2 separate regions of the Mus musculus genome follow, and region 1 is linked to region 2. The links are chromatin contacts, called in public promoter capture Hi-C maps. All regions are on one chromosome and are shown on one strand. The core of a region is the stretch at or near the end of the contact, and the rest is flanking DNA. Distances in the headings are between cores, read along the strand shown. Region 1 holds the start of Defb1 (defensin beta 1). Region 2 has its middle 31 kb from the start of Defa21.

Evidence for each region. Promoter capture Hi-C pulls out the DNA fragments that hold promoters and counts their contacts.
Region 1: a promoter capture Hi-C map of stem cell-derived epiblast-like cells shows a contact between it and region 2, with 4 times the contacts expected there. The contact joins the promoter of Defb1 here to the enhancer-like site in region 2. A contact is called at or near these places in 13 of 39 promoter capture datasets (the 3T3-L1 cell line, 3T3-L1-derived adipocytes, cranial neural crest and 6 more) and 7 of 115 datasets of contacts at active chromatin or transcription factors (astrocytes, embryonic stem cells, epiblast stem cells and 4 more).

Annotation. Positions count from the first base shown.
Region 1 is chr8:21,774,798-21,777,914 of GRCm38.p6, forward strand. Defb1 (defensin beta 1) reads left to right here and starts at 1,758. Exons shown (of 2, transcript NM_007843.3): 1 at 1,758-1,915. The coding sequence starts at 1,855.
Region 2 is chr8:20,992,728-20,995,977 of GRCm38.p6, forward strand. No RefSeq gene overlaps it. Among named protein-coding and RNA genes, the nearest start is that of Defa21, 31 kb to the right of the region's middle. Within about 2 kb of position 1,519, at least 9 of the 459 cell types and tissues checked have an H3K27ac peak or open chromatin away from gene starts, as enhancers often do. A contact at or near this core is called in stem cell-derived epiblast-like cells, where this site is marked.

The sequences.
Region 1 (3,117 bases), core at 508-3,007, 780 kb after region 2:
GTCACAGTTTAGAGCTGAGACGACAGACCAGTTCTGAGTACTGGTAATTTCCTTTATGGAGTATGTTTAAATGTACTGGGAGATAGTTTCTAGTTAGAAGCATTGTACTAAATGGGAGGATTCCTGGGGAGGACAAGATGAATGTCTTCTTTGTTATCTCATGCCAAGAGGGAACCACTGACAACAGAAGAAATCACTTTGCAATTTCTAATGGAGGAGGGCCATGGAAGAGAGAGGCTTCCACACCGGAATGAAGATTCCTTCTGAGAAACAGACTAGAAAATTAATCACCATGTGGCTGTGGGTCTATAAGCACAGTCTTTTTATTTTTTTTAAAGATTTTATTTTATATATATATATATATATATATATATATATATATATATATATATATATATATATATATATATATATCTCAAGTACACTTCAGAGACACCAGAAGAAGGCGTCAGATCCCATTACACGTGGTTGTGAGCCATCATATAGTTGCTGGAAATTGAACTCAGGACCTCTGGAAGAACAGTCTTAAGACCGCTGAGCCATCTCTCCAGCCCAAACGGTCTTAAAAACAAGTGTCTCCAAGCTTTAAAGCAGAAAACTTCTGAAAATCAGAATCATCCTTTAGATTCCGACCACTCCCTGAATTCTTTAAGTTGTGACTAATGACACCTAGCATTAGAATTTTGAGATGTTTTGTTAAAAATTGGTATCTTGTTTCTCCTACAGGACCACGTGAGTACACCATGCTATATGCATTTCTCTGCAACCACAGCAGTCCATAAAAGACATGCGGTGGGTGTTATTACCCAGAGAGGCAAGTCTCTATGTCAACTGCTCTCTGAGGGGATTCCCACAGTAAGAAATGGAGCCAGAAGCTAGGTTTACTTTCTACTATGCGGTAAACCCTTGTCCTGTAACCCTTAAGTTTCCTGAAGCAGCACCAGTGACCCTTCTTACAAAGCAAATGTGTGTGTGTGTGTGTGTGTGTGTGTGTGTGTATGTGTGTGTGTTCCACTCTTACATGTTGGGCAGAAGTGTTTACTGCTGCTTGTAAATAAGATCCTTCATAATATTCTAGGAAATCTGCTCATAGATTTACACTGAAAATTCAATGCAAAATAAGATATTTTAAAACACTACAGTACCCACACACATGGAGCCTAGCTAAGGTCATACACCAAAGAGACAGTTGCACTTCCCTGGACTTAGCTCAGATGCTGTCTGGAGAGCCAGAGTTGGAAAACCCTAGTAACACATTCCCAAATGGAAACACTAGCTGATTTGAGACTCTCAGGGAGGAAGGTCTGGATACAGGGAGAAGAGAAAGCAATCCCACTGTGGCTTTCATCCTTGAACTCAGTTCAGCATTACAATAGGAGGAAATAAATCCTGAGCACTGTAAAGAGAAAGAGCTAAACAGAAGAGAACAATAGTAGCCTAGAGCCAGAGAATCTCCTGTTTGAATCGCTGGGCTTCTTACAGGCTCTCTGAACCTATCTAACCTGAGGGGTCCTGGTGGGGACTGCTTTGTCTGGTGTCTCTTAGAATCCCAACCTGAGAGTCAGAACAGGCCCACACCAGATACCTGTTTCCATTTTCCAGGCTGAAAATAAAATCCAGCTGATGCTGGAGAGAGGCAATGTGCCCACAGGACTTGGACTCTACTCACAGCGAATAGCATGAAGGTGTCATTAGAACCTCACTGTGGTTTGCAACGCCTCCCTTCAGCTCATTTATGAGGTTATGCAACCAGTGTTCCTATAAAAAAACAAGCTCATTCAAGCCTCATCTGTCAGCCCAACTACCTGGGAGTTTCACATCCTCTCTGCACTCTGGACCCTGGCTGCCACCACTATGAAAACTCATTACTTTCTCCTGGTGATGATATGTTTTCTTTTCTCCCAGATGGAGCCAGGTAAGCTTTGGGAACTTGTTGATGGCTTTGTTTGGGACTGGGGACACAGAGACTGGGGGCAGGGTACAGATAATAGCTGCCTCCTGGTTTTCCAAGTCTAGTAACAGAGTGTGCTGAGTGGTCTGTGGTCAACAGCCCTGGGCAGCAGCAAAATGAGCCTGGTATGGATTCAGAGAGTAGTGGGTACCTCCAAGCTATGATGTTTGTCCTTAGAATATAGGAAATGTCTTGTGTGGGAATCTGCTTTGGCTGTGGCAAGATTCTTCACCCCCAGAGACTAGCTTTTTGATCCAGAGACAGACACTAGCCTCAGTTAGGTCTCTGGGTGGAGCCTCCCTGCTGTAGGCAAAGTGCCCCTGTCCCTTCACCAAGCCAGCTCAGCCAGTTGTAAATGCCTGGAAACACCAGGTATGCAGTCAAGAGATGACAGGTGACCTTTCACATTCCCTGGTAGTCACATTCTTCAGGCATGATCTTACCTGTCAAATGGAAAGGCTTCACATCTGTCCAGAGGATTCTCTGAGCCTAAGAAGCTTGTCTATGGCATAGGAGACAGTAGGACCCTGAAGTAGTGACTAAGGACATATGTTTCCTATAGCTATCTCTCTCAAGGTCACATTAAGAAAGTCATATATTGTATCAAAAGATACCCTAGTCACTGGAAAGAGAGGCCCATTGGACACACAAACTTTATATGCCCTAGTACAGGGCCAAAAAGTGGGAATGGGTGGGTAGGGGAGTAGGGGGGAGGGTATGGGGAACTTTTGGGATAGCCTTTAATCCCAACACATGGGAGGCAGAGGCAGGCAGATTTCTGAGTTTGAGGCCAGCCTGGTCTACAGAGTGAGTTTTGGAACAGCCAGGGCTACACAAAGAAACCCTGTCTTTAAAAAAAAAAAAAAAAAAAAAAAAAAAGGGGGGGGGGAGAAAAGAAAAGAAAGTCATATATTTCTGAATTTTAGTTTACATAGTCATAGCAGGAGGGTTCTAGGGAAGAAATTTTAGTAGTGAGATTGTCTGAAAAATCCCAGTTTGCTCTTCTCCAGGTTATCATGTTAACCTATGGAGCTATGCATTTGAAAATAAGTTAGGCCCCAATTTTCCCATGTGAAATCTGGGTGCAGGCACATTTTCAACACAGTGTTTTGCATAGTGATGTAATAGCCCATTAGAGATGTAAAAAAGTGCATGTAATAAGTTAC
Region 2 (3,250 bases), core at 269-2,768:
TTGCCCAAACAAGGTTATAGGAAACAGAAAGATATCTCCAAAAAATAACTTTGATTACTTACATCAACATTTCTTAAAGGAGAGGGTTTTTTTTGTTGTTGTTGTTCAACTTTCACAGGAAATTTGTGTTACTGGTGGTTATAATAAGTATTATTTTATTATTTTACCTATTTCTAGAGTGTACACAAATGTCAGGTTCCACTGACTTCACATCCAACCCCAGAAGAGGGAATTTGCAGATATATTTTAAGGAGATGCTATTAAACCCAAAGGAAGGAATGAAGAGAGATATCCAGAAGAGAGACTGTGAGAGCAAAAGGAGAGCATTTGCAGGTACCTCCTAAAGAGAGGCCCATAAGCCCTGCAACAGCAGAAGCAGTCCTTAGTTCTGGACTCCCACTGAACCTTTTACCTGCATCCATAATTTTTACCTTGACATCTCTGACAAATATTTCTTTTCTCCTGTATCTCATTCTACTCATAATTCAACAAATGGACAAACATCTCATTTCCATTGCAAGTATTTCCTACTTATTTCCTTTTAGTTAGAATGCCTGGAGAAACACACAAGAATGTAATTTTGCAAGTGTTATTTTTGAAAATCGAGATTATTCCCTCCATAGTGTCTAATACGTATTTAAGATTTTTAGCAAACAACTTCTTTGTCACTTAAGGCCTTTTCTTTCTCCTTCAAGTGAATGTCTTGCTCAACATGTCCTGTGAATATGAGAGGTGGTTTGGGGGAAATAGAAAACAGGTCTTCAGAAAGAATCTTGCTCATCTGTAGGATCAGAGGTCATGGCCTATGGACACAAAGTTTTGTGCTTCCATATCATGTACAGTCCTGAACCACAAGGTGGGCCTCAATTTCAATATTTTATTCCTTCTTACAACTGTCTGAATCCCAGAGAGTTTGATGACCTAATTGTCACTGTCCTTCTTTTTTGCCATAGCGAAGTTTGGAATTCAAGAGAACCCCAGCTACCATTTCCTGGACAGAGTGTGTCCATTTACAAAGTAATGGTCATATATGAAAATTATGACTTACAATGCCAGATAACTAGCTTCTTTTCAACTCCTTATAAATAAAAATATAAGACTTCGCAGTCATTCTCAAAGGCAGTGATGTATCAAGTATAGTCTCACATTACTCATCAGTCACCTGTTAGGTTCTTGACACAGAGCACAAATATTACCCAAAGTGAGAAGAGACAGTTCCATTACTTGCAGAAGAGTTAATAGAGAATGCAGGCTAGTACTGGAGCCCATGGAACTATGCAGCAGCCATTGAATAACCTCAATTGCATGACTTTGAATATCATGAAAACTCTCCAAGTTTCTTTTGAAACTCAGTTTCTAGGGAAAACTGCTTAACAAAAGCCTTTCCCTGACAGGATCATATGAGACCTCTGCTGTTACCTCCTTTCAGCCTAGCTAGGCTGGCCTCAGACCATCCACCACTTAGGCAGAGCCACCTGCTGTGCAGCTTCTCATCACTCTCCTTTGATGTGCAACTACCTGCCTGAGGCCCAACCTGCCTGAGATTTTCCAGAGTTAGCACCAAACTGTGATCTTCACTAGTTCCTACTAAAAGGCTGATCTGACTTCTACAAAGGAACTTTGCCTGACTGGGAATGGGCCTCCCCTCTTCTTTATAAAGTGTGTTTGCTGACATTAAAGTTGAACCTTGATCAGAGTAGTTGTCTTGTTTCCATTCTTTCTCTCTCTTCCCCAAATTCCCTTCTTTCTTCCAGATTCCAAGATGCCTTCCTGGGTAGAACCTGGACATGTGAGCCACTGGCCTGCCTCAACACTCTGCATCCAGTTAGCCTTCACTCTGCATACACTTAGCTCATGTTCCCTCATCCTGCAGGAGAAGTTCACCCTCTTCTCTAGGATTTTCAAGGTGGTTCTCATGGCTCCAGGATGCAGCTGGCTGAGAAAAACCTGAGGTACCTCTAGACCAGGAATATCTCTAGAGAACCATAACATGATCAAGGAACAGGTGAATGGTCACACACCATTGAGGTTAGATATCTAGAAATTAGGGACTAGATACTTAAAACATTCTGGAAATACACACACACACACACACACACACATTTTTTTATATAAATATATATGTGTTTAATTTCAAACCAAGGGTCAAATGACTTGTTGCATATTTTACATACCGAAGTGGTACTGGCCTTCAGATTCTCCCAGCATTCTTCAGTACCTCCCTAGCTTAACCTGCCTTCAAGGTTTAGCTTTCCTACCCTGGGGGTGAGCTGCATTTCTCCCAGAAGCTCTTCCCTAAATAATTCAGATATTTTGTGTTGACTCTATCTCTCTATCTCACTCTCTGTCTCTTCCTCACCCCATTCTCTCTTTATCTTTACCTACCAAACTCCCTCTCACTTTCCCCATGGCATAAGGGAAACATTATATATGATGATATATATATATATGTGTGTGTGTGTGTGTGTGTAAAATCTTTTTTTCTTTTTTCTCATTTGTGATTATGCATGAGAACCAAATATGTATAGGAGATTTCCTTCTGCCATAGTGTTTTGATTCCAAGATATGTGTGAAATGTACTAACTATCAGTGAGACAACAAACTGTGAGTAGTTAATATTATATTTAAATATTTAAGTTAAACCAGTGAATCTATTTCATCTAACTATCAGAAGGGATTATAGACTTTGGGGAATTTTATGTGTGTGTGTATGCATATGGGCAGGGGGTGTGAGTTCCAGAAACAACTACAAGAAAAGCGGCAAGAAAAATCCTCACATCCTGGAGATGTATAGGAATGATAGGTCTTAAGGATCTTAATTCCTACTAGTAGAGCTGTTCAAGCTGCATGCTCTGATGTAGCCAGGACAGTAAACCCATCCATCTCAGCATGGGACTTCTCTCAGATTCTCTGCTAGTGTGTAGTAGGCCTTATTTTTTGTTCCTAATGTTCTCTGTATCTCTAGGTCCATTTCTGGAACATTTCCTCATAAAAATGTATCTGCCAGAAGAGATTAACTTAAAGACTTGTATCACAGGATGAAGTTCATCTCTATATTTTATAAAGGAAATAGACAAACAGTAAACTCCTACTCTGCTTTCTTATTACATGGGAATGTTTAATACTGTTTCTTTATTTTGCTTTCTTCTCAAGGTCACCTGTAAATTCTAATTTTTTCAAGCCTCATTTTTAGTGAGGGTTCTTAAATGTTTTCACCTCTCTTTTAGCCCAGCAGGAACTGGAAGTAGTG